Regions from separate parts of the Macaca mulatta genome. Here region 1 is linked to region 2. The links are chromatin contacts, called in public Hi-C maps. All regions are on one chromosome and are shown on one strand. The core of a region is the stretch at or near the end of the contact, and the rest is flanking DNA. Distances in the headings are between cores, read along the strand shown. Region 1 has its middle 330 kb from the start of USP25. Region 2 has its middle 180 kb from the start of TRNAG-GCC.

The links. A called contact is a pair of places that touch in the nucleus more often than the background predicts.
Region 1: a contact with region 2 is called in a Hi-C map of fetal cortex germinal zone, with 2.7 times the contacts expected there. The contact joins two enhancer-like sites. A contact is called at or near these places in 2 of 14 Hi-C or Micro-C datasets (fetal cortex germinal zone and fetal cortical plate).

The regions. Positions count from the first base shown.
Region 1 is chr3:31,649,024-31,654,008 of T2T-MMU8v2.0, reverse strand. No RefSeq gene overlaps it. Among named protein-coding and RNA genes, the nearest start is that of USP25, 330 kb to the left of the region's middle. Within about 2 kb of position 3,273, at least 19 of the 40 cell types and tissues checked have an H3K27ac peak or open chromatin away from gene starts, as enhancers often do. A contact at or near this core is called in fetal cortex germinal zone and fetal cortical plate, where this site is marked.
Region 2 is chr3:30,463,536-30,468,766 of T2T-MMU8v2.0, reverse strand. No RefSeq gene overlaps it. Among named protein-coding and RNA genes, the nearest start is that of TRNAG-GCC, 180 kb to the right of the region's middle. Within about 2 kb of position 1,291, at least 8 of the 40 cell types and tissues checked have an H3K27ac peak or open chromatin away from gene starts, as enhancers often do. A contact at or near this core is called in fetal cortex germinal zone and fetal cortical plate, where this site is marked.

The sequences.
Region 1 (4,985 bases), core at 2,024-4,523, 1.2 Mb before region 2:
TAGGAAGCCTAGCTTGTCTGGTTTAATGAATTGTAGTACTTAAGAAAGGCCTCCCATACTTTTAGTGTTTGTTTACAAATGCTATTTTGTTAAGCAAGTCAGATATGAATCATCCACTAATCTTGTTTATGAAATTAATATATTCCGTAAAATTCTTTGATTAACAGTAGTTTCCAAACACAACCTATGTGTTAGTGGGATCTAAATCTATGTGATATTATGATAGTTTGAACTCTGTTTTGATTTTTACTTAGCAAAATGGTCAACTCACAGTTAAGTATGACCTCTTTGATTTTCCTAAGCTTTTTCTTGTTCAGTGTCAGATCGAAGACTTGAGATGAGTGGGTGGAAAGTTGCACATTCTTATGAAATAAAAAGGGCAGCCACAATTTTATACATATGTGTATTTACATGTATGACATATATGCATATGTGTGTGCACATATGTGTGTATATATGTGTGTGTGAAAGGGAGGGGGGAGAGAGGAATGAGGTCCACATAATTTAATTTGATTACTAGTAAATTTGTATGATTAATTCAAATATTTAGAGAAATTTGCCTTTAATAGGAAAATCACCAAAAAGGCAAGGCAAGTAGTTGCATAAGTTTTGCTTTTTTCTGAAATTTCCTGCATTCCCTTAGAGAAAAAAGGATTTCACATTATCTATCAAGTAACTAATTTACATATTTGATCTCAGGTATTTTGATTTCAATGTGTGTAGCAGTTCAGGAATAAAAATGTTGTATTTCTTATATTATTTGTGTGTTTATGATTGAGCCTTATGATCTTTTGGTTTAGTTAGGAATTTGCCTTCCCCATCCCTCCTATTAAAACTTGATTTTTGGAAAGTATAGATAGAAGAGCTGTGCTTTTCTTTTAAAATGCTAATAAAATTCAAAAGCAACTTGAATACATTTTATGATACAAATTTTACATATATTTAAAACCAGGACTACAAAATATAAATGTATAAAAAATGGTTGGGATTCTTTCTCTGTGGAATGAGTATATATTATATACATACAGCCCTATGAGTATAAATAGGTTACTGTTTCTCCTAAAGTGCCTACGTTCATGATGAATTCCGATCCTTATTACAGAATCATGAGCTAGAAATCAAAATACACCAATAGATATAGGTAAACGCTGGTAAAATTCTGACTTAGAAAATAATCAAAGCTTAAAGCTTATCATTTTGATTTGGAGCAAGAAATATGTAAATTATGAAATCATGAGCAGCTTCTGAGCACACCCCCTTTATGTTACCTGCAAAGACCTGAGTCAGAAGCCTGCATTTCAAAATGCTTATTTTTTATTTTTATTTTTTACAGTGTGGATGAATGGCCACGAATAATACAAATTGGCTTTACTTTCCAAGTTTATTATCCTTCAACATTCGTTGGCGGGTTAGCGACATCATTTACTATATAATGAGGTAACCCCCAAATGAAACCTCCAAACATCGTCTCTTTCTGGTCATCATAGGCTGCCATTCTTCCCCTAGAAATTAACACGTCTGTATGCGGGATTGTGCCTTTTCATCCCCTGCTGCAGAGTCAGCGGTCATAAGAGCTTTTGTGTTCATGAATATGTAAATGCAACATGCATAAAATAAAATAAAAAAGCAGACAGTTTCTACCACAGACCGTGCCTAACTCTGCTGAACTAATACACAAAAAGCTAAGATTTAATTTTTCAAGCATTTTGAGTCAATGTTTCAAGGCATGACATAATTATGTAATATGAAAATACATAAATTAGGCATATGCAGATGTGCATGACAGTTAGACTCTAAATAAATCGGCTTGAGCTTGTAGTCATGGCTATAATGATTCGTGCAGATTCACTTACTCCTTCACTCTGATGCCTGGTAATAGGGGGGAAATGCCTTAGGTCTTTAATGACCTTGTATGTAGTGACTAGATTCTACTCCCATACTTCACTCCAATAAATGACGAAGAAATGTTTAAATAATATGTATTATTTGTATATGTATGTACGTGTGTGTATATATATATATTATACACACACACATGCTTTTTTTCTTTTGAAGGGGAAAAGCGATGGCTATATTCCACTGAAGTATTCTGGAGGAAGCTGTGGGAAGAAAATTGGCGGATTTTATTATTGAAATAAGCAAGCATTTCCATGCATATTTTTACGGCATGCATGGCTATGCACCACTCTGTGCAAACAGTGCTATTGCAGCTTGGGCGCGGTAATTAGGTTGATGTAATTATGGTGAAATAAAGGCAGTCGCACTGATAATTTCGCAGTGAATATTAAAGACATATGTGCCTTCCAGTGTACAATAAATGAACCTGAACTGCTGTCAGGGTCTAGGAAGACAGTGTGGCCAATGCACCTATTGTGTCCCGGCTGCAGAAAGGAGCCTGCCGATTGGCCACTGTCTGCAGCACATAGCACTGGCTGGTTATAAAGGACTTGTCTAGGGGAGAGCCTGTAGGTACTCCATTGTCTGGTAAAGTTCATATGACTGCATTCTTTTTTGCAAGGCGGGTGGAGGGAGAGCGGGGAAGGAGGGGGTGTCGGCTCAACTGTAAAAGCTGCACAGATTTTTTTCTTTCTCTCTCTCTGCCTCTCCATAGATCGTTTCTGTTTCATGCCCTGTCTCATTTCGCATAGCTAAAAAAGAATGCTAATTAAGATCCCTTGTCTTAACCTGAAAAATAATGACTCGGCTGTAATTAGAAATCCGGTGAGAGTTTAAAATTCTGGTAGGGGACCAAAAACATCAGTTACGGTGCTTAGGAAGAAAATGAAGAATTATTTTTCTGTAATCAAGGTAAACATGGGAGAGGGGGGTTCCCCCCGTCTTTTTAACCAATTTTAACCAATGGTGTTCTACTGCAGATGAGAAGATACTGTATTTCAAAAACTATTTTAACCATCAAATTGAAGCAACACAAATCAGTAGCAATAGAAGCCTTCTTAATCCTCCTTAGGATGCAATTCAGATGAAAGAACTGCTTTTTTTTTCCTATTTTTCTTTTTGTATGTGTGTTATAGATGGATCTGAGAACGCTGTCTGGGCTTGGTGCCAAGGGCTGGTATTTCACAGCAGCGACCGCCTCACAGACGAGCTGTGGGAAGCAGGAGGGAGACTCTCTCTTAGGGTGCCACTACTATGGAGACACAGCTGGGCTGAACAAGATTTGCTTCAAACGACAACAAGAGAGACAGAAAGTATCTGGTTCAACCGCTGCCCGAGCAGGCAGGCACCAGAAGAGCTAGCAGCCAATCCGGCCATGCTCGAAGCCAGCTCTGCAGCTCAGCCAATCAGTGACATCACTGGTGAGAAACTCATTTACATCATGCAGTAATGAACTTTGTTTAACATAGCCTTCCCCCTTTCCTGTCACCCCCCCTTTCCATATTAGGTCCTTCCATTAATTATTCTGCTGGCATAATTTAAACCGCTATGCAAAAATGTGGCTACATTCTGTCCGATGGCTTTTACCTTTTTTTTTTTTTTTTTACCCCATTGGTGTCTGCCGTCACTGAAAGTGATTCCGGTTACAATTCTATTTTGTTTTGAATTTGCAAAAATTATCTTCTCTTTCTTAAAAAAAAAATTCTTAACAACATCAAACCTCTGTTTATATTGTCTGATCCCTCTTCTTATGAATGAATACATGCTTCTCCAAGTTGGGGTTCAGAATTGTACAAGGTAACAGAGAATAAGGGGTGCATTGCCATGGAAGTTGCAGGTTTTTCAAACAATCTGTGTCTTAGAACATCCTTTAACGTTTCCAGATTTTATGCTGCAGTGGCCATTTTACATACAGTGCTTTATCCAAAAAGCACTTATGTGCATCTGTCACATGGAGGAAAGTTCACTCTTGTTATATTTCATTCTCCACTGCTCTCGGCCAACATTGTCATTTTATTAATGAATAGAACTGAGGTCATTTCTGGACAAATCTCCCCCTTCCCACCCCAGCACAATGCACCTGATTTGCATCCATTTACTAGAAAAACTGAATACAAGAACCAGCTTGAAAAGAAGTTAAGGGACCAGCTTACATATTATTTCAGAATTTATTGCCGTTATACAGTTTGTTTTTTAAAATGTATAATATTTAACATTTGCCTTAGTGTTTCTATAAAAATGCCTGGTCTCCATTCGCAATGTAATGCCTTTAGCAAATTTATGGGATTGTTACATAACCAAAGTAGATCAAATGAAATAATGTTCACAAACGAGTTCATTTGTCTGCAGAAAACCTTTGGAAATACAATTTTGCGTTGCACATTTATATTTAGCTGTCAGGGATAAATTCATTTGTTCTATAGATAACTTAAAGAGGCTGGAACATGTGGCATGTGAAGATTTCAGGTTGCTTTATAAAATCCCAGAGAGCAAAACTGGGTCACACTTCAATGCAATTTCTATTAAGTCATATCTTTATTGCATATTTGCGTTAAAGGCACACTGTTTTCTAGCAGAGAAGGTGAAGTTTCGTTGTCTTTCTTTTAAAAGGATGTTTTGAATATAATTATTCAAAAACATGGAATTTAAAAAATATTGACAAGGGTTTCATAATAGTGCATGATTCGTTTAAGAAGCTTAGAGAGTGCAATGATAGGCATAGTCACTTTTTAAAACATATGAAGGATTTAGATGGGAAACCATGGCCCTTTTAATTCATGAGGCATTCCATCATCCCATCATCAGTATTCAGGGGGCGACTGTCCCGAATCAGTCACGAGCTCCCCTGCTGCAGATCCTGTAATTTGAATCATGTGTAATAATATATTATCCTACTGGGGGCCTTCTTTCAGTAGGAGAATGGTTTATACATTCTGCTATAAGAGAACTTTTGGCTTCTAGCCGACTCACAGCCATTACTCACATAGGCAATCACGATCGTCTTCCTTAAGGAATAACATCTGCACAACCTCCAGAGCCAAAAATCTGCAACCTCCCGCACAGTGTGAATTATGATTTCTTGGAATTGG
Region 2 (5,231 bases), core at 42-2,541:
GTCTAAGTAAGATAATGTTTTATAATAACATAAACTATGAAACTACAACTACATATACGAAAACATATTGATTTTGGTAAAAACTTTTCAGATTAATCCAAAAAATTTTTCATTTCTAAAACAATCTATACCTAGTTACTTATCAACTAATTTCCAGTTGTTCAACTGACTATGAACTACTTTTTGTTTACAAAAATAAATTATGGTAACAATTTAAGTACTGTCATATTTGAGGCTTTTAAGGTTAATGTAAATTTAGTGCTGACATTTTAAAAATTACTATTAAGATGGCCATTGATTACAATGATTAGTGAATATAATCAAAATCATGAAACCAAATTATTTAAGTCAACAAGCCGCTGAAGTAATCATATTCATTTAGAGGTGAGAAAGTGCAAGTTGTCTTTTTAACTGAAACCACAGTAAAATCAAGAAAAAAAGAAACTCCCATTCACATTCTAAGTAAAATTATGTAACCAAAAAAAGCTATTTGCATATATAAAAATGCATTCAAACTAAGGTGGATGTGTGCATAGAAATCCCTATGAAGAACCCAGATTTTGTTTATGGGAAAAGTTGGCACATACTCCTGGCAAATCTTCCAGAGTCTATCATTAAATTACCAGCTATTGAGAAGGCTTTTAGCAAGATAGCTAAATTTCTAGTTGATAACTTTAAGACTTGTTTAAAAAAATAATTCCAGTACTGCAAATAAAAAGAATTAATTTTTCTTTCTACAGACTAAAAGGTTTTGTTATACTTCCAAATCTGTGCCACCTTCTGCCTGACACACTATTTAGAGCTGCTCTTTTGTGTTAGTTGTTTTTCAAACTTCACTGGATGATCTCGGAACCTCTAGGGATTTAAATCATCACGAACAAATGACAGAGTCAGACTGATGTACTATTAAAACAAAAGATAACTTACATTTGTAACACTAGTTATAAATAATAATAGGACATTAGAGAGTTTTATTAGAAGAAAAATTGCCTGAAAAACTTCCTCCTATTAGGTTAACCTTCTAGAATTTCTCAAACAAACCGAATTATTTCTGCAAAATCAAAGTCAATACCTGCGTCTGTTTATAAAATCAACATTTCACAATGCAACTATTTTTTTCTTTTCATTTAACATTTTTAAATGATCTCTTGTCTTCTTTTGTGTTTTAGCTGAGTTTGTGTGCGGCACACATTGTTGCTTCAGCTTAAAAACCCCCTGTGTGGTAAGGGCTTGGGCAGCCCTGGGGAAGGCAATGAACATGGTGAAATTCAGTACAGTGTGGTAAGACAAGGAGAGCATGAATAATATTTGGAGATCTAGCACACCTTAGTGGAAACAATCATTATTACAACTGCTTTGAAGACATTTGAATTTTAAATTCCATTGTTTGTGAAATTCTATCTCGGCTAAATAGAGGGACTTTTGTTCAGGCTTTTGTTTTCTTTAGCATAATGTGTTTCTTTCCCAAACTCCCCACAGATAAGAAGATAAAATTGATCATGAATTTCTAAAAGTAGAAATCATAATTTTTTTGGGAATTAGCATAAAATTATTGTACAACCCTCCATGGGCTATCAAATTGGGAGCAATCCAATTTTCTTCGGCATCATGGTCACATACAAAGTGTCAGATCCTTCTTGTTAAATGACTATTGTGTATTTAATTTACAATAGCTTCTCAGGTCTGCTCTTAGGATGTTTGAAAGACTTTTGGTTTAAATAGGTTGTATATGTTCTGCTGTTAATGGCTGACCCTCTTTACTTCATATTACTAAAATGTAATCAAGAAAAAGAGAGTAGAAAATACATCACAAATATTCAGTCTACTCTCTGACAATTTCAAGAGCTTTCAATTTTATCTCCTGTTCCATTATCTTCAATTATAGAGTTTGGAGAGGGAAAGAATTCAAAATAAATACAGAACATTCATTCCAATACATGAAGAAAATTAGCCCTGTTCATGTACACTTTAGAATACAGATATGTTTCTAAAAATCAGAATATAGTATTTATGGAGCCATTAGTAAAACACACTTGATTATCTAAGCATCTCAACTGCGTGATGCTTGATCAAAAACTAGGTAGAAAATCATGTCTACCAACAATTAAATATTTCTGAAGAGGGGACTTCCAAAATGGTAGAATAAGAAGCTCAACAGATACTTTCCCTAAAAAATGACAGCAAAGCTGAAGAAAATGGTCAAAAACAACTATTCGAAGACTCCATAAATTGTCCAAAATCATGCAACAAATTGAGATGTATTTATTCAGGAAAAGCCTCCAGGAAGAATAGTGGGAGTCTGGGGCATTTATATCAGGAGCTGCTCCCTTCCCCCACTACCTTCCAGCTTTGTTAGCATGGTAGATCCATGAAGGTAGGACAAACTGTGAAAAATAGCAGCTTTGCTGTTGGAGGGGGGATCACTCAGTTTGAAATGGAGCATTAAACAACTCTATAGCCAGGGGCATTATTGAAAACAGTTGCAATCTCTGTGGCAAACAAATAGGGAAGGTCAACAACATAGCTCTCCTAAGCTTGAGGTCCTAGCCAGAGCAAGCAACAAAATGGCAAACTAGCTAGAAAATGAAGAAGAAGATTGGGGAATGAGACGACAGTGTTGGGACTTGATAAGTTCCTCTCTGTCTCTGGAAATTTGGAAGGCTGCACAGACGCACATATGTAGAAGAAACCAGAAAGGGCCCTTGCCATCCACTCATCCCTGACTGAACATGAAGACTTGTCAATGCACAGAGGAAATGTGAGAGGTCCTGAAAGAAAGCAAAGTTGAAACTGACTTGTGAACTGCCTGAATTCTGAATATGTTCCCAAACATACAGTCAAGTCAATGCAAAATACTGGGTCAACGTATTTAAGCATATTTTCTGAACAATCATTGACTAACCACTAAGCTATGCTGTCACAAGAGTGACCCCCTAAGATGCTACCCTTAAGAATTCTAAAGATTATTTAAAAAAAAAAAAAACAGTAGAAAATTCAGAGAATGCATTGATGTGTTTCTTTCCCAAACTCCCCACAGAGAAGAAGATAAATTTGATCAAGAATTTCTAAATGTAGAAATCATAATTTTTTTACAATTAGCATAAAATTATTGTACAACCCTCCATGGGCTATCAAATTGGGAGCAATGCAATTTTATTTGCCATCAAAAAATAAAAAAATACTCCACAGTGGAGGTGCCCAAGATGGTCAAATAGGAACAGCTCCAGCCTCCAGCTCCCAGCATGAGCGACACAGAAGCCAGGTAATTTGTGCATTTTCAACTGAGGTACCGGGTTCATCTCACTGGGGCATGTCGCACAGTCGGTGCTGGTCAGCAGGTGCAGCACAACCAGCGAGAGCTGAAGCAGGGTGAGGCATCACCTCACCTGGGAAGCGCAAGGGGGAAGAGAATTCCTTTTCCTAGCCAAGGGAAACTGACACACGCAACACCTGGAAAACCGGGTAACTCTCACCCTAATACTGTGCTTTACCAAGGGTCTTAGCAAACGGCACATCAGGAGATTATATTCCACACCTGGCCTGGAGGGTCCCATGCCCACGTAGCCTCCCTCATTGCTAGCACAGCAGTCTGAGATCTAACTGCAAGGCAGCAGCGAGGCTGGGGGAGGGATGCCCACCATTGCTGAGGCTTAAGTAGGCAAACAAAGCCACCGGGAAGCTTGAATTAGGTGGAGCCCACCACAGCTCAGGGACGCCTGCCTGCCTCTGTAGACTCCACCTCAGGGGACAGGGCATAGCTAAACAAAAAGCAGTAGAAACCTCTGCAGATGTAAATGTCCCTGTCTGACAGCTTTAAAGAGAGCAGTGGTTCTCCCAGCACAGAGGTTGAGATCTGAGAATGGACAGACTGCCTGCTCAAGTGGGTCCCTGACCTCTGAGTAGCCTAACTGGGAGACATCCCCCACTAGGTGCAGAGTGACACCTCACACCTCACAGAGCTGGGTACACCTCTGAGACGAAGCTTCCAAAGCAAGAATCAGACAGGTACACTCGCTGTTCAGCAATATTCTATCTTCTGCAGACTCTGCTGCTGATACCCAGGCAAACAAGGTCTGGAGTGGACCTCAACAAACTCCAACAGACCTGCAGCTGAGGGTCCTGACTGTTAGAAGGAAAACTAACAAACAGGAAGGACACCCACACCAAAACCCCATCAATACATTACCATCATCAAAGACCAAAGGCAGATAAAACCACAAAGATGGGGAAAAAGCAGGGCAGAAAAGCTGGAAATTCAAAAAATCAGAGCGCATCTCCCCCTCCAAAGGAACACAGCTCATCGCCAGCAATGGAACAAAGCTGGATGGAAAATGACTTTGATGAGTTGAGAGAAGGCATCAGTCGATCAAACTTCTCAGAAATAAAGGAGGAACTACATACCCAGTGCAAAGAAACTAAAAACCTTGAAAAAAGGATGGATGAATGGATAACTAGAATAATCAATGCAGAGAAGACCTTAAAAGAACTGATAGAGATGAACACCATGACACAAGAACTACGTGACAAATGCACAAGATTCAGTAACCGACACGATCAACTGGAGAAAGAGTATCAGTGATTGAAGATCAAATGAATGAAATGAAGCAAGAAGAGAAGTAAAGAGAAAAAAGAGTAAAAAGAAATGAACAAAGCCTCCAAGAAATATGGGATAATGTGAAAAGACCAAATCTACATCTGATTGGTGTGCCTGAAAGTGACGGGGAAAATAGACCAAGTTGGAAAACACTCTTCAGGATATCATCCAGGAGAACTTCCCCAACCTAGTAAGGCAGGCCAACATTCAAATTCAGGAAATACAGAGAATGACACAATGATACTACTCAAGAAGAGCAACTCCAAGACAAATAACTGTCAGATTCACCAAAGTAGAAATGAAGGAAAAAATGTTAAGGGCAGCCAGAGAGAAAGGTCAGGGTACCCACAAGGGGAAGCCCATCAGACTAACAGCAGATCTCTCAGCAGAAACTCTCCAAGCCAGAAGAGAGTGGGGGCCAATATTCAACATTCTTAAAGAAAAGAATTTTAAACCCAGAATTTCATACCCAGGCAAACTAAGTTTCATAAGTGATGGAGAAATAAAATCCTTTACAGAGAAGCGAATGCTTAGAGATTTTGTCACCACCAGGCCTGCCCTACTAGAGACCCTGAAGGAAGCACTAAACATGGAAAGGAACAACAGGTACCAGCCATTGCAGAAACATGCCAAAATG